Linked DNA regions of Mus musculus: regions 1, 2, 3, 4 and 5 are each linked to region 6. Evidence: chromatin contacts called from public HiChIP or PLAC-seq, Micro-C and promoter capture Hi-C data. All regions are on one chromosome and are shown on one strand. The core of a region is the stretch at or near the end of the contact, and the rest is flanking DNA. Distances in the headings are between cores, read along the strand shown.

Evidence for each region. Promoter capture Hi-C pulls out the DNA fragments that hold promoters and counts their contacts. A called contact is a pair of places that touch in the nucleus more often than the background predicts. HiChIP or PLAC-seq counts read pairs in DNA pulled down with a chosen protein or histone mark.
Region 1: a contact with region 6 is called in a Micro-C map of embryonic stem cells, with 3 times the contacts expected there. The contact joins the enhancer-like site here to the promoter of Has3 in region 6. A contact is called at or near these places in 3 of 39 promoter capture datasets (embryonic stem cells and stem cell-derived epiblast-like cells), 21 of 484 Hi-C or Micro-C datasets (the HL-1 cell line, embryonic fibroblasts, embryonic stem cells and 5 more), 2 of 115 datasets of contacts at active chromatin or transcription factors (embryonic stem cells and pancreatic cancer cells) and 1 of 9 other capture datasets (embryonic stem cells).
Region 2: an H3K4me3 HiChIP or PLAC-seq map of embryonic stem cells shows a contact between it and region 6, with 3 times the contacts expected there. The contact joins the promoter of Zfp90 here to the promoter of Has3 in region 6. A contact is called at or near these places in 13 of 39 promoter capture datasets (3T3-L1-derived adipocytes, cranial neural crest, embryonic stem cells and 8 more), 6 of 484 Hi-C or Micro-C datasets (the HL-1 cell line and embryonic stem cells), 13 of 115 datasets of contacts at active chromatin or transcription factors (T-cell acute lymphoblastic leukemia, astrocytes, bone marrow-derived macrophages and 5 more) and 2 of 9 other capture datasets (embryonic stem cells and macrophages).
Region 3: a contact with region 6 is called in a promoter capture Hi-C map of the SN4741 cell line, with 3 times the contacts expected there. The contact joins the promoter of Cdh3 here to the promoter of Has3 in region 6. A contact is called at or near these places in 3 of 39 promoter capture datasets (the SN4741 cell line, cranial neural crest and stem cell-derived epiblast-like cells), 1 of 484 Hi-C or Micro-C datasets (embryonic stem cells) and 1 of 115 datasets of contacts at active chromatin or transcription factors (embryonic stem cells).
Region 4: a promoter capture Hi-C map of embryonic stem cells shows a contact between it and region 6. The contact joins the promoter of Cdh1 here to the promoter of Has3 in region 6. A contact is called at or near these places in 2 of 39 promoter capture datasets (embryonic stem cells and liver).
Region 5: a contact with region 6 is called in a FOXA1 HiChIP or PLAC-seq map of pancreatic cancer cells. The contact joins the promoter of 1110028F18Rik here to the promoter of Has3 in region 6. A contact is called at or near these places in 5 of 39 promoter capture datasets (the 3T3-L1 cell line, embryonic stem cells, liver and 2 more) and 1 of 115 datasets of contacts at active chromatin or transcription factors (pancreatic cancer cells).

What each region holds. Positions count from the first base shown.
Region 1 is chr8:106,560,760-106,565,317 of GRCm38.p6, reverse strand. No RefSeq gene overlaps it. Among named protein-coding and RNA genes, the nearest start is that of 1110028F18Rik, 24 kb to the left of the region's middle. Within about 2 kb of position 1,262, at least 137 of the 459 cell types and tissues checked have an H3K27ac peak or open chromatin away from gene starts, as enhancers often do. A contact at or near this core is called in the HL-1 cell line, embryonic stem cells, epidermal suprabasal cells and 3 more, where this site is marked.
Region 2 is chr8:106,412,247-106,416,853 of GRCm38.p6, reverse strand. It overlaps Zfp90 (zinc finger protein 90), which reads right to left and starts at 1,527. Exons shown (of 4, transcript NM_011764.4): 1 at 1,084-1,527. The coding sequence starts at 1,116.
Region 3 is chr8:106,508,623-106,513,396 of GRCm38.p6, reverse strand. Cdh3 (cadherin 3) reads right to left here and starts at 2,545. Exons shown (of 16, transcript NM_001037809.5): 1 at 2,391-2,545; 2 at 2,056-2,173. The coding sequence starts at 2,438.
Region 4 is chr8:106,601,445-106,605,787 of GRCm38.p6, reverse strand. It overlaps Cdh1 (cadherin 1), which reads right to left and starts at 2,438. Exons shown (of 16, transcript NM_009864.3): 1 at 2,246-2,438; 2 at 1,381-1,501. The coding sequence starts at 2,293.
Region 5 is chr8:106,585,523-106,590,369 of GRCm38.p6, reverse strand. It overlaps 1110028F18Rik (RIKEN cDNA 1110028F18 gene), which reads right to left and starts at 3,227. Exons shown (of 3, transcript NR_045470.1): 1 at 2,953-3,227.
Region 6 is chr8:106,868,636-106,873,092 of GRCm38.p6, reverse strand. Has3 (hyaluronan synthase 3) reads right to left here and starts at 2,257. Exons shown (of 4, transcript NM_001331048.1): 1 at 2,142-2,257.

The DNA of each region.
Region 1 (4,558 bases), core at 13-2,512, 310 kb after region 6:
GTCTCTGTGAGTTAAGGCTAGCCTGGTCTATATAGCCAGTTTCAGGTAAATTGGGGTTAAAAAAAAAAAAGTGGCTGGGCAGTGGTGGCGCACGCCTTTAATCCCAGCACTTGGGAGGCAGAGGCAGGCGGATTTCTGAGTTCGAGGCCAGCCTGGTCTACAAAGTGAGTTCCAGGACAGCCAGGGCTATACAGAGAAACCCTGTCTCGAAAAACCAAAAAAAGAAAAAAAAAAAAGTGGCCATGTGATGATGGTGTTTGCCTTTAATCCCAGCACCGGGATGCAGGTGCAGGTGGATCTCTATGTTCGAGTCCAGCAAAGCCTACATAGTGAGTTCCAGGACAGCCAGGACTACATAGAGAAACGTTGTCTCAAAAACCACACATGCACACACACAGTAATAATAATGATGACAATTAGATAGTGAACAATTGAAGAAACCCAACATCAACCTCTGGTCCACATCTCCAGCCGACACATGTACACACACACAAACAAGTACATACATAAAAAAAGAAAAGCTCTTGAGATGGTTATTCAAAGATGGCATCCTGAGAAGCTGACACTGGGCTGTGCCTGAGGAGGTAGGGGCTGTCTTGCCACGCAAAAGGCAAATGCAGAGGCCCTGAGAGAAGTGAGTTTGATTTGGAGGGAGGGACTCTTAACCACAGTGTCTTGTGAGGGTAGGTGTTTCAGCCTTGACCCTCTAGTAAGTCCTATGAGTCAGCACTGTCTTCCAGGAGTGCTGTGGTAGTCAGGATAACTCAGGAGGCCTTTTCTGCCCTGCCCGCTCTCCTAGCCTCAGAGCTTACTAAGAGGGCCGTGGGGACAGGAATGGCAGGGCCAGGTTTCAGCATTCTTGACCCACCCATCCCCTTTCAGATTCCCACTCCATCCTGCAGCTTGCTGGGGGCTGAGAATAGTATGACATTTAAGGAATGATCAGGGCTCCTGGCCCACCATGGATTGGAGAGGGCCTAAGAAAAGATAACAGCAATAATAACAGCAGGCACCTCTTACCTTAGCTTTGTGTCAGAATAGGCCCTGATACTGAGTGTTCCTCAAATACCATCCCATAGGGCTCCCTTGGGCTATTTGGGAGAAGTCAGGCTGTAAGACACACACACACACACCTGCCACTACAAGGTCTGTACTGCTAACCAGGGCTCTACTTTCTGACTGGCTCCCAGTCTGCCCTGGGGCCCTGAGAAAAGAATCTTGCGGCTCCAGTCTGCCAGGTTTGCAGCTGACACAGGCCCAGGCAGGCCCTGGCCTCCCTGTTGGTGACTGTGGATGGTTCAGTGAAAGAATCAGGTTTTGCTGGCTCCAGAGGCGAGCTGAGTCAGGACTTTTCCCAGGGTTTCCAGGGCTGGGCCTGGCCCTTCACTCAGCACTGAGCCCAGACCCAGGGAAAGATGCCCAGCCATTGGGCGCCCTCCATCCCATCCCTTTCTTCACTTGCTTCCACTCCAGCTCTTCTGCTCCAGACATTCTGGCCTGCCTACTGAGCCCTGCCAGCCCCTTCTGCATATAGCTTTCACTTTCTGTTCCTCTCAGTGAGACACACACTTGTGAGCTCACTCCCTAAGTCTGTGCTCAGACACTTCTCAGCTATGCCTTCTCTGACTACGAGAACTGAGTCCTCACTCCAGTTTCTTTCCTCTTGGCCCTACCTCAGCTCTCTCTTCTCCTTAGTAAGCCCCACACATTTAGCTTTTATGAGACAGTTTCTCATGCAGCCCAGGCTAGCCACATACTCTCTATAGTATATAGGCAAGGCTGGCCTCGAACACTTGATCCTCCTCCTTCCACCACCCAAGCACCAGGATTAGAGGTCTATGCCACTGCACCAAGACTCTACACATTTTAAAACCAGAGTCCGGGCTGGTGAGATGGCTCAGCGGGTAAGAACACTGACTGCTCTTCCAAAGGTCTGGAGTTCAAATCCCAGCAACCACATGGTGGCTCAAAACCATCCGTAAAGAGATCTGACGCCCTCTTCTGGAGTGTCTGAAGACAGCTACAGTGTACTTACATATAATCAATCAATCAATCAATCAATCAATCTTTAAAAAAAAAAAAACAGAGTCCCTGACATGTCAGTTTGGATTTTTAGCTGCTTGCTGAATTTCATTTTTTTCATCACCAACAATGGTACCTGGCATAGAACAATTTGGTCAATAAGTAGATATTATGTGGGCTCGAGAGATGGCTCAGAGGTTAAGAGCACTGACGGTTCTTGCAGAGGTCCTGAGTTCAATTCCCAGCAACCACATGGTGGCTCGAAACCATCTGTAATGGGATCTAATGCCCTCTTCTGGTGCATCTGAAGACAGCGACAGTGTACCCACATACATGAAATTTTTTTAAAAAGTAGTTATTATGTAAATGAATATAAAGACCCTGGAATAATGCCCACTACACGCAAAGGGGCCTCAGAAGAGGCTGGAAGGACTGACATAAGAAATAGATATATCTTGAAAAACCAAAAAAAAAAAAAAAATATATATATATATATATATATATATATATATATATATGAATAATGGTGCCTTTAATCCCAGCACTTGGAAGGCAGAGGCAGGTGGATATCTGACTTCAAGGCCAGCCTGGTCTACAGAGTGAATTCCAGGACAGCCAGGGCTACACAGAGAAACCCTGTCTCAAAAAACCAAAAAAGAAAAAAAAAAAAAAAAGAAATAGAGAACCACGGTCACGTGGGCAGCCCTGCCTTCATGCAGGACCTGAATAACATCTGAAGGATATTTTTGTCCCGTGTGCCTGCACTTTGGCTCCAGCTGTAACTTCTGGCAGGGTAAGGTGTGACCTTGTGATATTGGTCAAGTGTTCTACCTTGGAGTGTAGTCCAGGAGGCACCTCAGTTGGATGCTGTTCTTTAGTAACCACCAACCTTTGTTTGTTTGCTTGTTTGGCTGGTTGGTTGGGTTTTTTTGAGACAGAGTCTCTCTATGTAGTTCTGGCTGTCCTGGAACTGGCTATGTAGCCCAGGCTGGTCTAGAACTCAGAGAGTTCTGCCTGTCTCTGCCCCCTGGATGTCAGCATTAAGTGCATTTACTGTCGTGTCTGGCAGAGGTTTGAATCTCAGGATAAAAAGAGGTCTTCGGACGGAGATACCTCGGTTGGTAGAATGCTTGCTTGCCACTCATGAAGGATTACGTTCAATTACACACTTCATAAACTAGGCGTGGTGGTATATTCCTGTTAGGTTAGCATTTGGGAGGCAGAAACAGGAGAACAGCGGGTGAAGCTACATAGAGAGTTCAGATTGGAACAGCCTGGGACACCTCAGGTGTCCTCAAAGAAAACATAAAGGCCCATCCTTGTCACTCTGTCTCTCCAGGTATCTACCTGTGTAGATCAGGCTGATCTGGAACTCTCAATTCCTTTCAGCCTTCCTCTTAAATGCTGAGATTACAGGTACGCACCCTGGTGTGCCACCACACCCAGCCCAGCACTTCTCCTAACTCTCTCCATTTCCTTTTCTTGACTTTGTTCTAAACTTACTCATTTTATTATTGTACGTGTACAGATGTTTTGCCAGCATGTATGTTTGTGCACTGTGTGCACACCGGGTGCCCATGTAAGTCAGAAGAGAGCTTTGAATCCCTTGGAACTGGAGTTATGCTTGTGAGTCACCATGCTGGGAATTGAATTTGGGGCCTCTTGCAAGAGCAATACGTGCTCTTAACCACTGAGCCGTCGCTCTGGCTCTCAATTCCTTTTTAAAAGGAAGACATAAAAAGCTCGTTGAGAGACCAGACCATAAGCAGCTCTTTGGTAAGGGTCGTGGCTCATCAAGCAGCGTCCGTTCAGACACCATCCCCATCATCAAGAGAGCTTTTTCATCCACTGACTCAACAAGTATTTACCGAGCATGTGTTCTGTGCAGGCGGAGCTGTCTTCGCAGGCAGACTTCCATGTAAGGTATGCCACAGCCAGTGGCCCTGTGGCATGTGCCCTCCCTTCCTGTGGCCCCACCCTGCCAAGCCAGGCTGCAAAGGCCAGCCCCAGCTGTGGTTTGGGAGAATGGCGCCCTCTGCTGGGAAGGAAGGGGACGTTCCGTTCCTTTGGGCAGTCTTCCCATGGAAGCTCACCTTCCGCGGAGGATCCCTGTATACGGATGTGTATGGGATGCCGTCACTCCCATCAACCTCCTACATCAGTAGGGCCAACGGTCATCTTAAACAGCCCTCCCGTGCTAGGCATCCTTCAGAGAGCGGAAGCAATTTGCCCAAGGCCTCATTCAGAAGGGCAGGATCTGAATTTGGTCTCTGACCAACAGTGGCAGCTTACACCTTTAATCTTGCACTGGGGAGGCAGAAGCAAGTAGATGTCTCTGAGTTCGAGGCCAACCTGGTCTACAGAGTGAGCTCTAATACAGCCAGGGCTACACAGAGAATCCCCTCCCCGTCTCAAACAAAACAAAGCAAAAAAGAAAGCTGAAGGTGGGAAGGAAGGCTCTGCCTTCTTTGTGAGCAGGTGATCCACGGAGTTCCCCAGTGAGTCAAACTAGACACATAAAGGATGGAACGCTGGT
Region 2 (4,607 bases), core at 278-2,777, 460 kb after region 6:
CAGTTGGACCATTTTTACAAGAGTTCAGAGCCCTGCTAGGCTTCTTTCAACTCTGTGCGATCCTTTCTTCCTCAATGCCTTGAGCTGAGATTTTTTTCCCCCGTTTCTAACAATTTTGTTCCTGTGAGAGCAGGTATCCAAGAAGCCAGAGCCATCAGGTCCCCTTTAACCTGTATTACAAGGTGGATGTGTACTTCCTGCCGTGAGTACTAGGAACGAAACTAATTCTGCAAGAGCAGCGTGTAAAAGCTTACAGTGTGTGCTCTTAACTGGAGCGCCATCTCTCCAGCCCATCCTTATCATTTTCCAGGAGGTGCTGGGAATTGAACCTAGGACCTCACACATACTAGGCAAGTGATCTACCACTGAGCTATAGTCCTAGTTCTTACCTTCAACTCCAAAGAGAGTTCAGATTATGTTCTCATCAAAGTAAAACGGACAGCCTCAGAGCTTATGTCCAGAAAATGCCCCTTTTGCTACAACTAAAAAGTGGGTTGATAAATCTGTCTCTTACTAATTAACCTGAAGCCGGGGCTATGGAGGGTGCGCACTATTATACATTTGTTAATGGGGAAAGAAAGAAAGGAAAATAAAACGAGTGGGGCGGGGGGGGGGGCAAGAAAAGCTGGAGCTTGTCTGACCAGGTTTGGCTGTAATGGTGGTCTCCGACTCAGCGCCCAACCTTCACCGGCCTCTTATTCTAATAGGTCTCTTCTGCCCCCCTACTATCTCTTTATGGCCTTTGGATGGGAAGCAGGGGGCTTTTCTATTTTGTCCCTCTATCCTCCATTCCTCACTGAAGAGTTCTAAGAAGTGCACACTGCAATAAAGTCTCAGTGCTGACACCCCCAGAACACTTCCTCTCACAAGATCGCACTTCCCTAGTCTCCTCTTTAACTCCATCCTTTCAGAAATCCTGCTCTGCCCAGGGCTGGGCACTTTGGGAGGGGTTTTCTCCAGAGGAGGAGACTCAAAGCGATCCAAACTAAGACTCTCTATACCTATACCAATAACTGTTCCATACAGACTCCGGGGGCCTCTCAGGGTGGGATGCTCCGGGCGGTGGGGGAAGGCTCGGCTCACCTGGGGCTTGGCCGTCGGAGGTCTCGGGGCCATTCCTGCCTCAGTGTGTGCTGGCTATGGTCCAGGGCTGAGGAGAGAGGACAGGATCCACTCACCGGGCTACCCCGAGGCCCCACCCCTTCAGCTCTGCAGCCACTTCGGCCGAAACGTGGGGAGGAGCCCCGCCTTCTCCTGCTGCTCTTCCCAAGGCCAAATGAAAGGCCCCACAGCTTCGGGACAGTTCCTCCGGCCACGCCCAGTCCGTCCGCAGGATGGTCGGCGAGGCCCGGAGGACAGCCTCCTACCCACTGCACTCGGAATCTGCCTCCGGGGCTTCGGAATCCGCGACCTCAGGTCCGCCCCTCTAGCGCCCGCTGCAGTTTCTTGTTCCCGGCAGTACTGCTCTGCAACAACAGGGTCGGACAATGGCCACAGCGGCGGGCGCAGAGCCACGAGTGCGACTGCGCACAATGATCCTCGCGCCTGCCCATCCACGGGTGCAGAAACTACGATTCCCAGCTATCCTCGCGTGCCCGCCCTGCAGAGGTCCTGCCTCCTAGTGGGGGGCTGCAGTAAGAGCACAAGAAGGCGGGCAGGTTAGGTTCAAAGTTTTTCTTTGGTATGTGTGTTTTCTGGAGCTGCTGGAAAGGTTCAAAGTTTTTGTCGTGTGTGTGTGTGTGTGTGTGTGTGTGTGTGTGTGTGTGTGTGTGTGTGTGTTGGAGCTTCTAGAAATTCTCACCGCTCCTTCTTTTCTTTTCTCCTTCTCCTCCACCTCCCATCCCGTTCCCTTTCCCTCCCCCCTCCCTCTTTCTCCCTCTGTGTAGCTCAGGATGTCCAGAAACTCACTCTGTAGACTCAATTCTCAATTCTCTTAGCACACAAGTGGCTAAGGATCGGGAGTTCAAGGTTATCCTAAACTGTGGTTCAAGACCAGCCTGGGCTACAAGAGACCTGGTCTTACAAGCCAAAATAAATAAACAATGCATGCACGAATGACTAAAGTGTATAATTCAATAGACTTTAGTACATAAAAAGAGTTGCACAACCATCGTTGTAGTCTCCTCTTTGAACATTTTAATTAGCCACAAAAGAAAAAAAATCATGTACATTAATAACCGTCCCCTCGTCCTAACCCACCTCCTCTCGATCCCGGGCAACCACTGACCTGTGCTGTCTTTGTGACAAATCTGTCTCTTCTGGGTATCTCATAAGATCAGGCAATATGAAGTTTTATGATTGGCTTCTTTCAGTTATTACAGTGGTTCTGAGTTCATTCACATCACAGGAGTCTCTATCCCATTCTTTTTTAATGCTGAATGAAAGATCTGATTGCCCGAGTGTACCACATTCATTCATCAGTTGGTAGCGTCTGCGTTGTTCACACTGTGAGATTTTATGCTTTTATCTTCAAAGCAACATTACAGAGGATATGTGTGTACACACGTTTATGGGGGTGCAGTTTCATTGATCTGGGGTAGATACAGAGAAGTTGAATTATAGAGATTTGGTAGCACCATGTTTAGCATTTGAAGGAACTGTGAATGTTTTCTAAAGAGGCTGTATCACTTCCATCTTTTTTTTTTTTAAACTAACAGCATATAGATTTCAACATTCCTACCCACACCTGTTACTATTTGTCTTTTTATCACAGTGTTCTGTGGATTTTTGCTGGGATGCGGGGGCGGAGAAAGTATAAATAACAACAAACCCCTTGGAAACTCTGCAAATACTTTCCACACTAGACAACAGTAGCAGACAGATACGCACAAAACAGAAGTTTAAGAGACCCTAGAAGGATTCCTAAGGCAGAACTTTCAGTAAGAAGCACAAAACACAGGCTAGGGTAAGGCTCGGCACCAGGCACTACAGCTCGTTCCCCAGCGCTGGCAGCCACACAGCTCACAGATGGGGGCCAGAGTATCTCCTAGGGACCCCAACACAAACAAACGTATGTATGTATGTATGTATGTATGTATGTATGTATGTATGTATGTAAAACGTATTTGCCCATACCTTTTATTCTTGCAGGGGGAGTGGTGGTGGGTGCAGAGACAGAACGATCTCTGTGACTGTGTCAGTGTGTGTGTGTGTCTGTGTGTGTTGGGGAGAGGGAAGTTGGACAACACTTGGGAGCTGGTTGTCTTTTTCCACCTTTCGACGTTTGAATTCAAGCCTTCAGGTTTTCTCTGCAAGTGCATTTACCCGTCCAGCCGTCTCTCTGGCCCTATGACGTTATTTGTACGCATTGTCTACAAGATTGGGGGGTGGGGGGCTTCAGTTTGTTCAAAGACCATTGTTTATAAAGCCTGAAGTTGCCATTGGAGAGGGACCAACTAGACCCTTCAGTAGGCAAGGAGCCGCATTCACAGCAGTAAGGCATGCAATGGAAAACCCAAGCTCAGAAGAATTTATTGACTCTCTAAATTGTCCCGCACAAGGGCTGGGGCTTGCCAGAGGTCGAGGTGTAATTAGTTCCGGTTTGCGGTTGGCTGTTCAGGTGGTTGTTTCGTGCAGGCAGTGAGAGCAGGGATAAGCTTGTGAGTAGCGACTCCCTGGATCAACAGGCACAGCGCATGATGCTCTTTTCTCATGGTCCAGGAGTGGACCTGCAAAGCCGGGACCCTTAGGATGCTCTTAGCCACGGGGTCCTCCAAGGGTAAGTGTGGCTCTCTGCCCTGGTCCCTGGGTAGCGGTTATTGTTTGGTGCCAAACACAAGAATTAAGAAGCTGATCAAGGAGTGTTTGTGTCCTCAGCAAGTTCAGAACTGTACATTCACAGAACTACCAGACGTCTAGCCTCTTAGAGCTGTCTCTCTGACAACGGCCTCCACATATGCTTCAGATTCCTGGGTTTTGAGATGGAAAAGACAGAACGTGCTGGGACACGGAGGAAGAGCCCCAGGTATCCGAGTAGTGCCCTCCCCCACTCCCACCTGGTGCCCTGGTGGGCAAGAGGCCACCCTTTTTTGCCTAAGAGGTGGATACTGGACTCAGTGTGACCTTGTTCAAGCTTGGGGGAGCCAAAGAAACCGGTTAATAACGCCAGATGCCTTACTCCGCACCCGCTGTAGGATAACAGGCAGGACCATTTGGCCCTCTCTTGCACACTGGATCAGCAGTGGGCTCAGCCTTCCAGCTGAGATAGCCTTTGTAACACAGGAGCATCCAACAAAATTAGTGAGAGGCGATGGATGGGCCCTTATTGAAAGTACCTGGGCTCAGTTACGAAAACCTGTGAACAGGGAACCTCAGTTCCTGACTGTTTTCCTGCCCTCACCAAGACACCAAATCAAGAGAATACTTCCTGAACGCTGCTTTGGGTCAGCATAACTTTAGCTTTCGTCGTCTGAGGCTGAATTGAGTTCACTCTAGGTTGCTGGGGTGCAAGGAAGCAAGTCCTCCCCACTCTTTCACTTCCTCCCCGTGGTTCAAACTAGCTTGAACTCATAATAACTCAGGCTGTGCTCAGGCGATACTGCTGCTTCAGCTTTGAGAGTGCCGGGATTACAGGAGCCACCACACCTTGCTCCAGTAAAACCAAACAC
Region 3 (4,774 bases), core at 1,296-3,795, 360 kb after region 6:
CTGATGGGATTAAAGGTGTGCATCACCACCACAGCAAACTAAGTAATTTTTTAAAAAGGAGCTAGGATTTTGCTATAGTCTCTATGTTGGGCTAAATTCCTGGGACCAAGAGATCCTGTCTCGTCTCTGAAGCAGCTGGGACTATAAGCACACCATCTAGTTTGCAAAGTCTCAACTTACTAGCACTAAGTGGGCCGGAAACTTGCTTTCACTCAAGACCAAAGTGATTTCCCATTTCCAGGGAAGTCTGTCCCGAGAGTCAGTAGTGTTTGTCGGGAAAATCACGATGTGCCAAGCACATTAGTCTACTCTGTTTTATTAACCAGGTACATTCTTGGTACAAGCCTACCATTTTCACAATCATAAACCAGACATCAGAGAAAGCAGAATTTCCTCAGGAAAAAAAAAAGTTTTAAAATTGGTGATGTCACCAGGAAGCTCAGGCCAACTCAACCATGTAATCAAAACCCTGATCAGCAACCTCAAGCCAAGGAAAGTGGCGGCTAATCTGATACTTTTTGCTTCAGTAAGGAAGATAAGACACAACTCAAAGCTATACCTGCTCTCTGAATACAGCAGAGGATGTGGAGGTGGGGGTGAGGGCTGGGGTGGGGGCGTGGGGTGGGGGGAGGTGGATTTGGCAGAGATCTGGTCAGCCATAGAGCTTCCTCAGGGAGCCAGAATTGGATTTGGGGCCCTGGCCAAGTTAACATTTTTACAGGTTGGCTCAGTTGCAGTTTGTTAGCCCGCCAGTAATAAACCCATGTGCAAGAATTTAAAGTTTATGAGGCATGGCCTCTTACTGCCTAGGCTCCGGCTCCCTACAGCCAAGCCTTTAAGGAACCTAGCCTAGCCTGGGTGTTAATTGTTTTGTCAATCTGCAGAGTTATTTGAGGAAAAAAAAAATTTTTTTTTTAAAAAAGGCGTTCTACAGACACAAGGGTCTCACTTTTCTTTTGGAGAAACAAAGGAAAGTCATTCTGCTTCTCAGCGTGGACACCCCCATATTCAAGCTGTGGACGTGTGGACCTGGAGTGAGAAGCACTAGAAAATGCTAGGTGGCAGATGCTTTTTGGAAGTCAGCAGAAACTAGAGATTCCCTTCCCACGTTCTCTGGAACTTTACTTAAGGATCCGAGTTTAACAACTTGGGTTTAAACTCCCGAGAAAAATCCCACTGTCCTCTGTAGTCAAAGAGCCCGCTAACCAGCTGATAGATGCCCGAGTCTCATGACACACTGGTGGTTCTCAGTACCGAAATGACCCTCCACTTTTAAGTTTTTGAACTTGAGTGGAGAAAATCGCAACAGAAAGATCAAAATGTGCTTTGATCGCTCGCTCGCTCACTCACTGGTCGGCTTGGGACACAGACTGCCTTCCCCCCTTCCCCCGCGACTCAAGTAATTAACATCCTAGTACCAAGACGCTTGGAGTGAGGGACCTAGTGTTCCCGGTGCGTGATGCCCTCCGCCCAGGTGTGCCAGGCCATTCGCAGGCAGGCTGCAGGGGCGCAGGCCCTCCGGGAATGGCAGGGTTAAGAGTGCATTCCAGCTGCCCGGGAAGAAGGGGGGCGGGGAGGGCAGCCTGGAGAAGAGAAACAGACCGGGTCTGTCTGTCGGAGACACAAAGCACGGTTCACAAAGGGGGCCAGAGAAGGGGCGAAGGGGGCTGCTCAGGGCACGGTTCATCTCCACACCTGCGCGGGGGTTGCGGGAGGAATGTGCACTGCGCATTCCTCTACTGTGGCGGGGCGGGAGAGTTTTCCACGTCGGGGCTGGGTGAGGGGCTCAGCCGCGAGGCACCGAGAGGTCAAGATAAGCAACAACAGTAGCAGCGAGGCACAGAAGAGCTGGACGTTAGTAGGCGCACCGTTGCTCAGCCTTCTCGCGCCCAGCCCAGCCCGGGAGCCACTTTCTACGCCTCCCGAGGATGTGGGGTGGCTCCAAGACGTCCCAGCTCTGCTCTAGACAACCTTCCGATGCGCCACAGTAAAGCGAAGCACGTGTGGTCTTCCGCACTGTGGCTCCATCCAGGCTGGCTCCGGGAGGGGTCTTACCTTTCCCCAGAACTTGGCTCGGCTCCAGGTCAGTTCCTTCCACCTCCAAGGTCACTCCAGCCTCCCCGATGAAGCCCGCTCGGTAGGGCTCGGAGACCACGCTGCGTAGCCAGCAAACCTGAGTGTGAGGGTAGAAGGGTTAAAGAGGAGGCTGAGTCACAGGCATGCCTGGTTCTGTACACCCATTCTTGGGAGTCCTGGGGGGGGGGCCCTCCGGGACAACCTTGGCCCCAAGGAGCACAGCCCTAAGATTCCCCCGACGCCCGCAGCGTGAGAACCCCACCCGCCCTCCAGGGAACAATCCGGGTCAGGACCATGGCAAAGCACTGTGGTACCTGGAGCAGGAGGAGCAGGAAGGCGTGAGGCCCACTAAGAAGCTCCATAACTGAAGGGAGGTGAGAAGGCTGCCGCGACGGTGGGGCGCGCTCTGCTAAGCTCCGGGTGCAGCTTTGAGCACCGCGGCTCGCTGGAGCCCGCGGGAGGAGGCCAGGTGCGCTCAGGTAGCTGCTGATTGGTCCAACGTCACAAGGTCCCGCCCCCTCGCAGGTGGGGTCGAGGCCAGCCTGCCGAAGGCACTCTCGAAGCCCTAAAGGTCCTCCCTGGTGCCCTCCACCGGCCTCCCTGCTCTTCTGGAACTACTTCTGAAAGGTACCCCGTGGCTCTCGCAGTCTCTGGCTTCGATGGAAAATAATCTAACAAAACAAAACCCCCCAATCCACTCCACCTCAGCCTCTGCAGCACGGGAAGACAAATATTCCATTGCTGGCAGCTACAACGGAAAAAAAGTGGAGACGCATCTGAAACCCGACAAAAAAACAGAGGCTCCCCATTCATGCTACCGGAGGCGCTGTGTTCAAAGCTTTGATGAAGGCAGGGCGTGTCTTTACACCCGCTACAGAGGGGTCTGCCCTCTGCCACTTTCTCTACCTCCCACACTAGGCCGGGGAGGGGCAGGGGCGGGGGCGGGGGAGCGCTCCCGGGTTTTAAAAGTGGCATCGAGGTCTCAAAGGACCGCGCTACGCGATCTGATACACGTGTGAGAGAATAGTAACTTCCGTTTGCAGCTGGACAAATGGAAGGCAGCTAGTACAGAAAGTCCCAGAGTTTGGAAGCCATAGTAACTTCAAAGGGCTTGAGGTAGGGCACAAGCTATTTGTTATCAGCCCCATTATTTCTGGCACCCCCAATATAAATGTTTTCTTTCTCCAAATATAATTGTTTCCTTAATTTTATGTTAAATGCAAACAATGGAGATTTTTGCGTTATTTATTATTGTCATGTATGAATGGCCCATCGCACACATGTGAAGGTCAGAGGACGACTTTGTGGAGTTGGTTCTCGCCTTCCTCCTTTAAATGGATTCTGGGATTGAACTCAGGTCGTTAGGATTGTGCATTACCTGCTGGGCCCAAACTTTTTTTTTTAACACTTATTTATGTATTTATTTATTTTATGTGAGTACACTGTCGCTGTCTTCAGACACACCAGAAGAGGGCATCAGATCCCATTACAGATGGTTGTGAGCCACCATGTGGTTGCTGGGAATTGAACTCAGGACCTCTGCAAGAGCAGCCAGTGTTCTTAACCTCTGAGCCATTTCTCCAGTGTGCTTTACCTGCTAAACCATCTCCTTTGTCCGTTTTTTGTGTTTGCTTGTTTGTGTGGTTTTTTTTTTTTTTTCTTTTGTTTTGAGGCAGACTCTCACATTGTAGTCTCAGGCTGGCCTTGAATTCATTCAAACCTTCTGTCTCTGGCTCCTAACTGCTGGAATAAAAGACAATGACCCACAATGACCAGCTTAACAATGATGACTTTTTAAAAAAAGTGTAATGTGTCTCAGGCTGGCCTGAAACTATGCACCTGGGATGGCCTTGAACTTCCGATTCTCCTGCCTCTACCTTCCTAGTACTAAGACCTTGTACCTAGTACTAAGACTTGCCACCCCATGCACAGGTTCCAACGGCCCCATTCCCCGTGCCCTTTCCCTGTAAAGGCATCTCTCCCCCATCCCCTGCCCCTCCTCTCTGCAATGCTGGAGATTGAACGCATGACCTTGCACACCTGCCAGGCAAGTAAGTGCTCCACTGCTGAGCTGCAGCCTCAGCCCTGGATGAGACAAGCCTTCTGAACCAACGTATCCCCCCACCCCCATTCTCCGAGTGCGCCTCATCTTGCATTGCTCTCCAGAGAATCCCAGGATGATGCTTTTTCTCCAGCTAGCTCAGCTTTAGAAGTTTATGTTTGTTTTGTTTTGTTTGCCTTCAAGTATTAACCTGTACCTACCTGTCCTTTCTACCCAAGTCTCTGGCTGAGCAGTAGAACTTATGATGTAATCAGGCAAGCATTGGCTCTACTCGATTTACTGTGTGGGATTTAGACTCGGGTCCCACCTCTTACTGAGGCTATTCAGCTGTCACTGGGATTATTTTGATACCTACCCTCTGAAAGTACTGTACTAGAGCCAGGAGAGGGGTGTGCCTTTAATCCCTGCTCGGGGTGTGGAGGCAAGATGATTACTGCAAGTTCAAAGACAGCCTACACTACATAGTGAGTCTTTGTTTCAAAAAAAAAGGACTAGACTAAAGGAGAAGGCTCAGTGGATAATGTGCTTTGGTAAGTCCCAAGTTCAAGTCCCCAGATTCCACGGAATGTGGATGGCAGTAGCCCATCTGTAAGGATCTCCTATGAAGAGATGGGGGGAGGGCAGAAGGAAGCCAGC
Region 4 (4,343 bases), core at 1,189-3,688, 270 kb after region 6:
CTGTCGTAACTCAGGCACACATACGCATCAGCAAGCCACCAGGACTTGCACTGATCCCTAATATATAAGCATTCCTGTCTCCAAGCCCACCAAGCTCAACCCTGAGTGACACGACGTCTACTTATTTATTCTCAGACACTCACTGCGGTCCTTGGAAACATCCTAGAACACTCATGCCTCGCTAGCCCATCCCAACGTGCCACTGAAGGCAGGCCGGATGCTCCCTGCTCTCAGCAACCTACCAGAGGCTCAGATTCGTCCTTGGGCAAGAGTCACGTGGAGACTGGCTGAAGGATCCCTGACCATTCCAACCTCAGGACCACAGGGCTGCAGCCTTTCTGGACCCAAAGAAAGCTCCACAAAACCAGTCAGATCTCAGAAAAGCAAGTTAAGACCAACCAGTCGGGCCGCTATTTCTCTGTAAGGTGCACCACCAAACCTGGACCCAACTTCCAAAGCTCACAGCAAACTTTTAGACACCATCATGAGTGCTGTAGATTTTTCAGGTGGCTTACGACTGGAAGAAGAACCTCGGTGAATCTATTCCCAGAAAGGGATTGTGTGTGACTTCTCCTTTTAAAATTATTGCTTTTTGTTTATCATACTTTGGGGATCAACTAAAATCATGAGGGGGGAGGTCATTTTGGTGCAAAAGAAGCACCTAGAAACTAGGGAAAATAGTTAAAAAAGAAACAACATTAACAAAAACCTGGTCCTCTTGCCTTGCTCCCAGCCATTCCCTACAGTTATACAAAGAAAATTCTAGATTATCACAATAAGACCTCAATATATATTGAGTGTTTGAATGTATGAGTCAGAGCTACCTTTTCTTTTTTTTTCTTAAAGAAAACAAAAAACAAAAAAACAAAAAAACAAAACAAAAAAAACCTATTCCTTGGGAAAGCAGCACCTGTATCGAGTATTTTTATCCTTATGAACAAAAACCACAAGTCATTATGAACCGGTTCCTCAGTGACTATACCTAAATAGTGGGAGTCAAATCCCGGTTCAAATGCCTGCCCTGCTGACCCTGTGAAGTCACTCTATGAGCCTCCAATTGCTCATCATTAAATGGAACTACAGTCCAACTGGCTCTACCCAGCAGGTTTGGCGGTCTGAAATGATAGACCGGCTCCAGTAATCAGTTGGAGGAATACCGATGACCTCTAAATACCCTTGGCCCATTTCTGCCCCGTATAAATAGCAGAGCCAGACATATCTACCTTGATCAACCACAATCGATAAATAAGACTCCCAAATCTGCCGTAAATTCCAAGGAAGAGTTTTGTCCATTCCACCCTACCAGCATGGTAGCACGATTTCTTGGCGCCTTCACTACCCGACCCCACTCGGCCGAGTAACACCATCAGTTTCCCTTACCTCTGCCCAGGACATGGCCTCTCTCCAGGTGCCTCTCCGGCACCGGGAAGGTGTAGACCTCGGAACTGAAGCCGGGACTGCAGGACTCAGGCTCCAGCTCCTGGCAAAGCCATGAGGAGACCTGGGATGGAGGTAAAGTAAGCAAACTGGTGACTTGAGGGGGTTCCCAGCAGCCCACACCGAAACCAAGGGTAACCCTTCCCTCGCCTCGGGCGCCGGGATTAGTGGGGAGGACCCCCCTCAGGGCACACAGGGACGCTATCCGCTCATCCCGAAACCAGCCGCCAAGCTCCAAAAGCCTTTGGGGGAGGGGACATCTGGGGCCACCACCTGGCAACCTAGTCCACCTTCCTCTCCTAGCTCCATTTGCATCTCACTGGAGACGCCTTGACTCTTCCGGACACCACTTTCCTTCGACCGCGAACGGTCTCAACGCACACCCGCAGACTCCTCTCGGGTACCCCAATCTACGGTCCCTCCCTAACAGGACAGGTGCTTTTATAATACTAAAATCCCTTCCCTTATCTCGGATCGTCCGCGCTACTTCAGCACCCCACCTTCTACAGGCAGGCCCCCATCCTGCTCCACGCCTCCTCTGTCTCAAACAGGGACCCTGCTCAACCCGGGGACCCGGGAGCCGGCAGCGTGGCGCGCCCCCACCTGGGAACCTGCGCCAGAGGCGACCACTCCGCGCCCGCCTGGACCTCCCTCCCACTCCACCGCACTCAGCCCCGCACCGCGCAGCGCCCAGGGCGATCTGGCCCTCCGGATCCCAACTTTCTTGGAAGAAGGGAAGCGGGACCACAGCCGGCAGAAAAACACAGCGAAGCGGATCATGGGGCACGAGTCAGGACCCTCCACATACCTGCAGCAGGAGCAGGAGCGCGGAAAAGCTGCGGCACCGGGCTCCCATGGCGGACCCGGCAGACGCCGAGCAAACACTGAGCTCGGGTGCGGTCGGGCAGGGCCGGGTTAGGCCGGGCAGGAGTCTAGCAGAAGTTCTTGGGAACTCAGTAGTGCGCCGCGGCTCCCACACCAGTGAGCAGCGCAGAGGCTGCGGCCGCCAGGTGAGCCCGCAGGCACCGCCCCCGGCGCCGCTGATTGGCTGGGGACGCACCTGCAGGTGGCAGCCAAGGAACTGCAGGGCCCTCAACTTCCTCCACCCCTGTCTGTAGTTGGTGGCATGGGGCCGGCCTTAGAAGACTTCCCAGCTTCCTATTCCACGGTCGTTCGAATCCTAGCCTAGCTGTGCTCTGACCCACGGAGACATGGAGTTACAAAGGACTTTATTCATCATCTAGGTTTCCGTTTTGTTTCTTATGTTTTTATTTTCTTTGGTTGGATGAGTTTGTTTGCTTAGGGATTTTAAATGACATTTTAACATGGGGGGAGGGGTGCGTGCGCGGGCGAGAGCGCGATCCTGTGCTCGCAAACGCACGTGCCACAGACCGATTGTGGAGATAAGACGACAGCCTTCAAGAGTCAATTCTCTTCTTCCACCAAGAGGGTCTTGGGATTGCATTGCCGCCATTGGCCTTTACTGACTGAGCTATTTCTCCGACGGTTTTATTTTGTTTGGTAGCTTTTTTGTTTGTTTGTTTTCCAACTCAGGTGGGCCTGGAATTGTCTTAGTCTTAGCCATCCTCCTGTTTCAGTCTCCCGAATGCTGGGATTGCACAAGTGGGGTACCAGACCAGGCTAATCTAATTTTCTAACACCTGACCGGCTCCCTTTTGAGACATAGCCTTGCTATGTAGCCCAGCATGGCTTTAAACTCATCATTGTTCAAACTCAGCCTTCTCACTTCTGGGATGGAGCTACAGGTACCCACTACCTTACTGCCCGGCTAAAATCTGTTCTCTTAACTTCAGTTCTCAGGACTAGGTAACCCAGACTGGCTTTGACCTTGGGACCCCCAAGTAGCAGCATCCTATGCATCCCACATCCATCAGGTTTTTTGTTTTGTTTTGTTTTGTTGTTGTTGCTTTTTATTTTAAATCTTTTACTTACATTGTTCTCCCTCCGTGTATGTCTATGTGAGGGTATCAGATCTCCTGGAACTGGAATTACAGACAGCTGTAACTACCATGTGGTTGCTGGGATTTGAACCTGGGTCCTTTGGAAGCAGCCAGTGCTCTCAACCACTGAGCCATCTCTCCAGCCCTCCTCATCAGTTGTTCTGTTGGGTTTTATTTTTTAATAATTTATTTTGTTTATGTGTATTGGTGTGAGGATGTCAGGTCCCTTGGAACTAGAATTACAGCCAGTTGTGAAATGCCATGGGGGTGCTGGGATTTGAACCCGGTCCTTTCGAAAGGCAGTCAATGCTCTCAACCGCTGAGCCATCTCTCCAGCCCTCTCCCATCTGAGCTGGAAGAGATGTTACTCAAATCTGTTATTTACCTACAACTTGATATCGTGTAGCAAGTCAACGTGTTAAAGGAGGAAAGTCCAGAACTCAAGCTCTCCTGTTCCAGAGATTGAGACGTTTAATACCATAGTCATGGCATAGCCACCTGCACCTGAGAATTCTGTCCCTGGTACATAATTTTAGGATCAAAAATAAAATAGACAAATATTAGATTAGTTTCCCTGTCTGCCTATGGCCTGCCATGTCCGTGTTGCTTGGATATATGAAAACAAAGGCATCTCTCATTCCTATTGGTCCAACCTTGGCAAAACAGAGATTGGGGATGTAGCTCATACATGAGGCCCTGGGTACCACCCTCAGCACAGTGTAAAGCAGGTATGGTGGTGCCTATAATAGGCACATAGGGATTACACGTAGGCAGGAAAATCGTGACTTCAAAGCCACCCTCCTCAGCGACAAACTGGATTTGAGCCCTGAGAATCTCAAGAAGCAACCAAAAACTACAAAATCATATATCCCTGCCAGTCACTAGCCTGTATGGCACTGGGCAAGTCCTCTTCTGTACTAAGGCCAAAACAATCACTGAGGTGTG
Region 5 (4,847 bases), core at 1,978-4,477, 280 kb after region 6:
GCCTTGTTGGAGAAAGTGTGTCACTGTCACTGTGAGGGTAGGCTTTGAGGTCTCTGTGCTCCAGCCCCTACTAGTGGTTTGGGTGTTATGTTTTATTTGTTTGTTTGTTTGTTTGGGTGTTCATTTGTTTCATTTTAATTAATTATTTATTTTATGTGCATTAGTGTTTTGCCTGCATGTATGTCTGAGTGAGGGTCCCCTGAAACTGGAGTTACCTACCATTAAGAGCTGGAAATTGGATGGGGGGGACCTCTAGAAGAATAGCCAGGTCTCTCAATTGTTAAGCCATCTCTCTAGCCACTATGTAGTCATAGATGACCCGGAAATGGTTGTGAGCCACCATGTGATTTCTGGGATTTGAACTCAGGACCTTCAGAAGAGCAGTCAGTGCTCTTAACCGCTGAGTCATCTCTCCAGCCCTGTTTGCTTTGTTTCTAAAGGATCGAGACAGGGTTTCTTTGTATAGCCCTGGATGTCCTGGAACTCACTCTGTAGACTAGGCTAGCCTCAAACTCAGAGATCTGCCTGCCTCTGCCTCCCAAGTGCTGGGACTAAAGGAGTGTGCCACCACTGCCCGGCTAGGATCGTTTATTTTTATTGTATATGTTTGAGTACTTTGCCTGCATGTATATATGTGCATGGTGTGGCTGGTGCCATGTAGGTTGTCAGCAGGTATGTGAGTGCTGGGAACTGAACCCACATCCCCTGCAAGAGCAGGAAGTGCTCTTAACTGCAGAGCCAACCCTCCAGTCCCCTTGCTCCATTTTTCTGTTTTCTGAAATGGAGTCTTGCTATATGTAGATTGGCTTCAAATTCACAGTCCTCCTATCTCAGGCGGCTGAATGCTGGGATGACAGGCATGTATCTGACACCACACACCTCTTAGTCACAAGCTTTTGAACAAGCCATTTAAACTCTCACTAGAGACTGAGGATTTAGCTCAATGGTATCATGCTTTCCTCGAAGGCTAAGGTCATGGGTTCAAACCTAGCACTGAAAAAACAAAACAAAACAAAACAAATAGGCCTCTCTCTGGACTCTCTCAGTTCTTTCATCCTTCCAAGAAAAATAATTAAGCAGCTATGTGGTTGAGTAGCTCTAAGGATCAGGTGAGGTGGCATTTGCCTTTAATCCCAGCCCTCAAGAGGCAGAGAAAGAGCCTGGGTGGATTTCTGGAAGTCTGAGGCCAACCTCAACTAAATAGTGAATTCTAAGGTAGCCAATCTCTGTAGAGAGAGAGACCCTGTCTCAAAGAGAAAAACAAACAAACAAACAAAAAACAGAAAACAAACAAAACACCCCAGGTGCGGTAAGCTAAGTAAACACAGCAGACAGGAAATGTTAAGTAAACATTAACTATTATCATTTCCACAGTGCACATTACTCAGTGGCCAGGGCTTTTCCTGAGCCAAGTCCACAGAGAGCAGGCCCTCTCCAGCCTAGAGAGTTAGTCAGTCAGACCTCCTGATAAGGGGTGGTAGGTCTCTCCCATTGTACAAATAACTTTGGTCTTAGTGATGACTGATCAGGACTGAGAACGGCTGTTAAGGCCAAAAGCTCTGCAGCAACCTGTGTCACCTCCATGCAAACAAACAAACAAACAAAAAAAAAAAAAAGAGAGAGAGAGAGAGAGACTGCCTCCCTTCTCAGAGTGGGGTGTGTGTGTGTGGAGGAATCAGGCCAATATCAGACCCAGCCTAGGGGAGAGAGAAAGCCCCTCCCAAAGGGCAAGCCCTCTTGAAGTTTGCCAGCCAATGAAAATAGCTCCTTGACAGTCAGTTTCACCCTGGCTAGATAGAATCACAGATACCAAGGGAAGGGCTGGAAATTCACTGTGTGTGTGTGTGTGTGTGTGTGTGTGTGTGTGTGTGTGTGTGTGTGTGTGTGTGTGTTGGGGGAGTGTCTAGAGACAAACAACTCTGCTTTTGCTTTGTTTGATTTAGAATTCCAGGTAGCCTAGGCTGGTCTAAAACTCACCATGTAGATGAGGCTAGCCCTGAACTTCTGATTTTCCTGCCTCGATCTCCTAAATAGTAGGATTACAGATGTTTGCTAACGTGCCCAAATTGCTTTTATTTTTTAAATTAAAACATTGTTTTCTTAGACTATATATTATTCTATATCTAGAAGTGATGTGTGGTGTGTGGGTGTGTGTGTACATGCGCACACGCACAGGGTACATGGATGTGTGTGTGTGTAAATTTTCCTTACTATAAGGAACTTTGAAGCCAGCATGATAATGCACACTTGTAATTCCAGCCCTAAGGAGGCTGGGGCAGGAGGATTATAAATTGGAGACCAGCCTGGCCAACATAGGGAGTTCCAAGCCAGCATGAACTACACAATGAAACCCTCCCTCAAAAAACGTCAAGGGAGGAAAGAAACTTTGTGTCTCACTTTTTTTTTTTTTTTCAATTCCCAGGAGCTAGCCAGAACATATTGTAGGGAACTGGCTGGTGTGATCTGAAAGCAAAATGGTTTTCCTTCAGTAACTCTGTTTCCCCTCTAAGATAACAAACAAGCCTAGAAGAAGTTCCCAGTTTTCTTCTAACCCTAGAAAGTTTGAGCCCATTTAATTGAGTTGATTAATCTACTTATTTATTAGTTAGATTGTTTGTTTTTGAGAAAGCCTCTCTATGTAGACCAGGCTGGCTCACAGAGATCTCCTGTTTCTGCCTCCAGAGTGCTAGGATTAACAGTGTGTGTCACCATGCCTGCTCTTTCAGCAGATCCTACTGGCATGTGCCACCACAACAGGCCATGCCTGCTCTTTCTGGTTTTGCTTTAGTTTTTTGTTGTTGTTGTTGTTGTTGTTGTTGTTGGTTTGTTTTTTTTTTTTTTTTTTTTGAGATAAGGTCTTGTAACTTTAATTCTTTAAATCCTATTTTTAATGATGCTTTAACCTCCCTTTTAGCTCACCAGCCACCAGAGGTAATGAAAAAGAAAGGATACAGGGGTCAGGGGAGAGTAGACCTGTTTAGGAAGGTTCTCTGGAAATCAGTTCAGGTCACAGGTTACCAGGCAGCCGAAGCTCTACTCACTCACAAGCATTTCATGGATACACCAGCAGTCCAGTTCAGTAGAGTTGGATTAGTAACAGTGGTGACAAGACCTAGCAGAGCCAGCCAGGCTTCAGCCTGGGCTCCAGTCAGCCGGAGGGATTAGGAGGAATGCCAGGAGAAGTTCTCAGCTATGCCTCTCTCAGGGAAACGAACATCAGCAAAGCCGCCACACCCATAAGCGTTGCACAGCTAGCTCTATAAGCAAGCCAAGCGCAGCCTCTGTTACTATCCCTTGACTCCTTCAAACATCACGTGTCCTCCACATATCTTGCCTCAGACGGGTCTTGCCTCAGCATGCGCATCCAATCAGCCCAAGTCCTTGGAAGCAGCAACAAACTGCAGCACACCCTCAGAAGCTTTTTGGTGCATTTCTCTCTGGTGTCCCAACAAATGCAGCTCAAAGCATGCAATGGGAGGCAGACCAATACATGTTAGCAAAAAAAAAAAAAAAAAAAAAAAAAAGAAAAGTCCTTCATCACGTGCCCTTTCACATGCTTGCTTTAGCAGAACATCCTCTCTCCTGTGTCTGCTTCAGTCCGCCTTAGCCTTTCACACCTGGGTCCACTTTAATGAAATGTTCCTTCAAACTCGAATGTTTGCCCCAGCAAAACTATCCAACCAACTTTCCAAAGAACCATCATGTTTCCATGTTAAGGTCTCATACTCCAGGCTGATCTGGCACTCGGGGGATGATCCTGAACTTCTCATTCTTTTATTCCCAACTCCCTAATTCTGGGGAGCTACCACAAGTACCCTGGATATTCTGTCTATGGGATGGACCGCAAGACTTTGTCCTTGCTTCAGAAGAGCTCTGCCAGCTGAGCATCACCCCTGGAGCTCCCAGCCTTTTTTTTTTTTTTTTGGTTGGGGGTGGGGGGCAGGGGAGTTGAGACAGGGTCTCTCTGTGTAGCCCTGGCTGTGCTGGAACTTGCTCTGTAGACCAGGCTGGCCTTGAACTCAGAGGTCCACCCATCTCAGCCGCCCAAGTGCTGGGATTAAAAGCATACACCACCACCAACCTGGCAGCTTTGTTCTCTTATTATTTTGAAATAGAGTCTCATTAAATTTTCAATACGGCTTTGACCTTGCTCCATAGCCCAATTGGTGATCCTCCTGCTTCAGTCTTCCCAGTAGCTAGGATTATGGGTGGCACTGCCAAGCAGATAATTTTGGACTTCTTGGCATTGGAGGCTATATAGTATTCTGGTTGCCATTTCTTCCCATAGGAGCCTTGGAGTTAGTTCTCAACTGAGTGAAATTTATGGGTCCTGTCCATTGATTTTCAATTTTCAGCTCAATCTCCAGACTAAGCACTGGAGGAATAGTTACAGTTACAGAACAAAATATAAATGTTCTGAATAATGCATGATGATTAAAAATTGCAAGCCAGGCACTTGAGAGGCCAAGGCAGGCACCGGGTTGCAAACTGTTCTACTCGTATTAGGGAAGTCTGCATGGGAAGCAGCGGTTCCTCTTTCCTCTTAGGGAAACTGAGAGGTGGTAAGATTATCCATGGCCAGTAGTAGGCAAACTGGGGTAAGATATAGTGGACCAGGCACTGTGCTAAATACCAGCAACAGAAAAAAGGGCAATAACATTATCTACATAGAATGACCCTTAGTGCTAGGGTGACCAACTGTCTCCATTTGCCAGAGATGAAGGGTTCCCAAGACAAAGGACTTTACATGCTAAAACTTGGACAACCCCATATAAACCTCCGTAAGTCAGTCATCTCAGACTCAGTAAGCATTGAGTGACCTTCTGCACTTGAGTGTGCGTGTACAC
Region 6 (4,457 bases), core at 1,008-3,507:
CGCAGGGTTGGCTTTCACTGTTTTCTTTACTTGAGAGGCAGGAGAAAAGGCCAAGAGATGGGAGAGGGGAGTTGGGGTGTGGACAGCCCTGCTGTAAGACCAGCAACTGAGCTATAGGGGACTGCAGCAAGCACTGCAGAGAAGGCTGCTGGGGAGCTCCGCCTACTTGGTCCTAGTGTCCTGGTAGGCTTGCCGGCATGTTTCCGGCCCAGCCACTCAAACAGTGTAGGTTCCCATTTGTAACTAAGTTGGGGTTTCTAGCCCCCATCCTGTTGGGAACAACTGTGCATTAATGAGAGGAGCCCAGGACTTGACATCGGAGACCAAGGTTTGGACACGCTCCACTGCCTCCTGGCTTCCTGACCTTGCCCAAAGACTTACTGTCCATGTCCCCAAGAGGGATGCTAATGGTTCCTTGCTTCTCAGATCTCAGGTAATTTCCCTGACAATGGATGCACATTAGCCCCTAAGGGCTTTCCCAGGTGGGAGCGTTAGGAAGCAGTGTGGGAAGGAGCGGCTGCCCTCCATTCCTGTCTCTTTAGCTACCTGTCCAGATTGGAGAATCCTTGTTTTAGACAATGACCCCTCACTTCGGAAACCTGCTTCAATCCTGGTCTCCCTGAATCCAGGCACCATCCCAATAGGAATAGACTCTGCTGCCAGAGATATCCATCACATAGGATGGGTGCGGAACAGTCACTGCTTAAATCCGCAAAAGCATTCTTCCAGCAGTGTAGATTGGAAAGAACTCTTGGCAGCTTGGCCTCTCCGGGAAGCATGTCCTCTGGGCGGCCTGCCCTACCAGCCCCGGGAGCCGCCGCATGCTTCCTCTGTAGGACTCCCAGCCCTCCTTGCACACACCCAGCTCAGGGAGCCCCAGGCATACGTCCCCTGCCTAGTCTCCAGCTAGAGCTGATACATAGGGGACGCTGCGGGCCCTACTGCCCGCCTCGTTCTGGGAAGGGACGGGAGGTGCTGTGGCTGGCCCAGCAACCTGCGTCCTGGCGCCCCGCCTCGGTGCAGTTCCAGAGGCTGTCCGGTCAGGTCCAAGGCAGCTAAGGAAGCTCTCGCCACGCTCCTCACCCGGCTTGAGCTTCACCCCGCTGGCTAAAGCCACACAGCCACACCCACGTGCAGGTTTCCCACGACTCTGCTGGGAAGGAACGGAAAAGCCAAGGAACAACTGCCAGCCCAGACCCTACTCATCTTCTCAGGGCCCCAGGTACCTTGGCAAAGGAGTGCCTGCAAACAAAGGCAGCATCCCTGCAGTTGCCAGCCCCCTCCATCCGGGGGCCAGACCCCCTCCCCCTCAGGAATTAAGAGGTACCCATCTCCCTACAGAAGACCCAGGAAGGTTCTGCAGCTGGATATTCTATGTACAGTCAGGCTCTGGCACGGGCTCTTGTTGAGGTCCTCTGCCCAGAGAGGACACTGTATTTCCCCAAGCCGGTTAACCAGAATGTGATCTTATATCCTGGGCCGCTTCCTCCATCCTCTCAAAAGAGATCCAAGAAAGCTCGCCCAGGCTAGCTAAGGCGCACTTAGATTCAAGGGCACGAGGGTGGGGGCGCTTTACGGGATCCATGTCCCATAGGACAATGAAAAGAAATAAAAACCTCCAGGCAAGGACGCACACCTCCCTACCCAGCAGTAGAACTTTGAGGGCTGCAAGATTAACAGCAACTCTCCCACTGACAGGTGCGCCCTGCAGCCGGGCTCACGCACGGCAGTACAGAAACTTGCACTAGCGGCTGGAGCTCCTCCAATCTCTCCTAGGCACCCTTGGACCTCTCTGAACCGGCAAGGAGGAGGAACTCATCTCACAAACCTGTGCTGTAGGGACCAGATCGCTGGAGATCTCGGTGTCCCCGCAGGTGTGAACCCCCTGCGGGCGTGAGTTGGGGGGAGGGGCACTCTAGCCTCGCTCCCCGCACAGCCTCCCTCCACCCCCAATTCATTCACAAAACAAGAGCCGCAAGGGAGGAAGGGAGGAGAGGCTGCGGGAGCCCAGGATGTCGGAAGAAAGGGAGGAGGGGGTAGGGAACATGGTGCAAGCGACTGCCGCCGGGAAGCATTGAGCGGCCGGAGCCCCAGGGTCCCCAGGTCGCGGTAAGAGGCTCCGGCCCCTTGGGTGCGCTCACCGTGCCGCCGGCTGCCGGCGTTCCGGTGCTCAGCAGGCCCGCGGCGGCTCCATGCTCCTCCTCCGGCTCCCGCCGCCGCGCACTGCCTCCACGGTGCCGCTGGGGCTCCGACTGACGACCGCCTTGCCCAGCAGAGCCGCCTTAAGTATCGCGCGCGACCCACTGGGAAAGGCGCCCTCCTCCGGCACCAGGGCAGGGAAAGTTGGCAAGAGTGGGAGGGCTCCCGGAGCCCGCGGGAGCGCCCGGTGCCCGGCCACCGGCTGGCGCTCGCCAGACTCGGGGTCTGTCGTGGACCTAGCCCCTCCGAATCGAGAGTCGCAACCTCTGCCTCTAGAAAACTAGGGACCCCCAGTGCAGCCCAAGGCTCAGCTGCTCCACGCCGACCTCCGGGCCAGCAGCCTTGGAAAGGCTGTCATTGTCCCTAGCCTAGTACCTGAAGCATCGTTAACTTTCCGGATGACCAGTGGGGACCTACAAAATCGTTCATGTCCATCCCCGCCCCCACGCCCCGCTCCCGAAACCTGGAAACCTACTCACCCTGCAAACGGGCTACCCCAGAAAATCTTCTGAACGCCAAGGGGCGGCTCGCTATGTGAGGGGACTCCCTAAAAACCTTCCCGGTGGCAACAGAGAGGGACAGAAAAGAAAAATTGTCAAATAAAAGGAGGCTGGTCAAAGAAGGTGTTAACTATTATGACAAGCTGAGCTTTGAATTCCGCAGCGGGGCGCTGATGACTTTAAGGCTGTTTGCAAAAGCTGCAGATTGGTCTAGCAGGAATCCAGGAGGTTCCGGTCTTAAAGCCCAAACGGCTCTTCCTCCCCACCTTTCTTTCCCACGTCCCGACCTCTTAGGTCCCCATCCGACATCCTCGCTGGCAGTTCCGTGGTCCCTGGAAGTTGGTGTAGACTCCTCCGGTGAGGTGAAGCCGAGAGGGAGTCCAGGGGAGAAGAGTGTTTGTTAGAGGTAGAAACTCTAGAACCAGCTGGAGATCTCGAGGTTTTACATCTCAGAAAAACCTGAAGAGAAATTGTAATTAAAGACTAGTTTTAAAAATGAATTTATGGGTCCTCCAACCGTCAGAGATAACTTCGCAGGCGGAAACAATTTAATAGGCATGTGAGCTGCTCCAGTCAGGAAGCCATCCCTCTCAGACATGCCCATAGGTCACTTAGCCACAGAATCCACAACACAGCCACCCTGGGCCCCTGCTCCGCCCACTCCCACCCTGACAGACAAAATCAAAACCTTTCACCCTGCTTCATTCAGGAGAAACACCACTGCATGGGCTAAAGGGCTGGGCAGTGAGTGAGTTTGTTTTGTTGAGACAGAGTCTGTAGCCCGGGATAGGCCTTTGAACTTCCCATATAGCCAAGGATAGATAAACCTGAACTTCTTATCCTCTTTAACTCCGAAGAGAAGGATGAGGGCCACCACACCCAGTTTATTCACTGATGGGGACTGAATCCTGAGCTCTGTGCATGCTTTGTCAAAGTTCTAGCCCCAGCTCCAAAGAGTGTGCTCTTAAAGGCTGTTGAGATGGCTCTTTGAGTGATGACACTTTGGACCAAACCTGAGTTCCAGTCTCTGGGACATGTTGGAAGGAGAAGGCCAACTAGCTCAAGTCCTCTTCTGACCTCTACACAATGATATACACATCCACGATAAATAGATAAGATATAGAAATAACGGCTGGTATTGACCCATGTTGTCATGTGTGCTGAGCTACCAATGGTCAGAGGGGCCCTGCTATAGCCTGCAATAGATACTCAGAGAAGTAGTGTCTGGGTAAAGAGGGTTGCTCAGGAGTCTGTCAGCTTGTTTTACTACGGGCTGTGACAGTATAAACCTCAATGTCTCCATGGTAGAAATGAGGTAGAGGAAGGACTGTTCCAAGATTTGCAGAGTCCTCGAGAGAGTACATGACAAGCCACAGTCACTTCAGCCTGAGATGGCTTCATCCGGCCAATCCAGCTGTTCAGTTACAAGCAGTTTCTAATTGGTGTTTAGATAAATCTGTTATTACAGATCCTAGGAGGCCGGGGCCACCCATGCCACGCCCAGAGGCATTCAAGTCTGGAGAAGCCAGGGTCTTAGGGATCCTTTTGATCTTCCCTCCTCTCTCCCAGAGTTGTAATATGCAACATTTTAGATCAAGGAAAACAAGCTGGGCTGAGGCAAAATTAGGTGCACTGGCCCCATGGAGAGGAGATACCCCATACAGAAGTTCGCCCCCCTGTGATGGGAGGGCCTAGCCTAGCCACTTGGAGAAACCAAAAAAATTTAGTCTTGCACGTGAAATCTCTTCATTTTTAAGT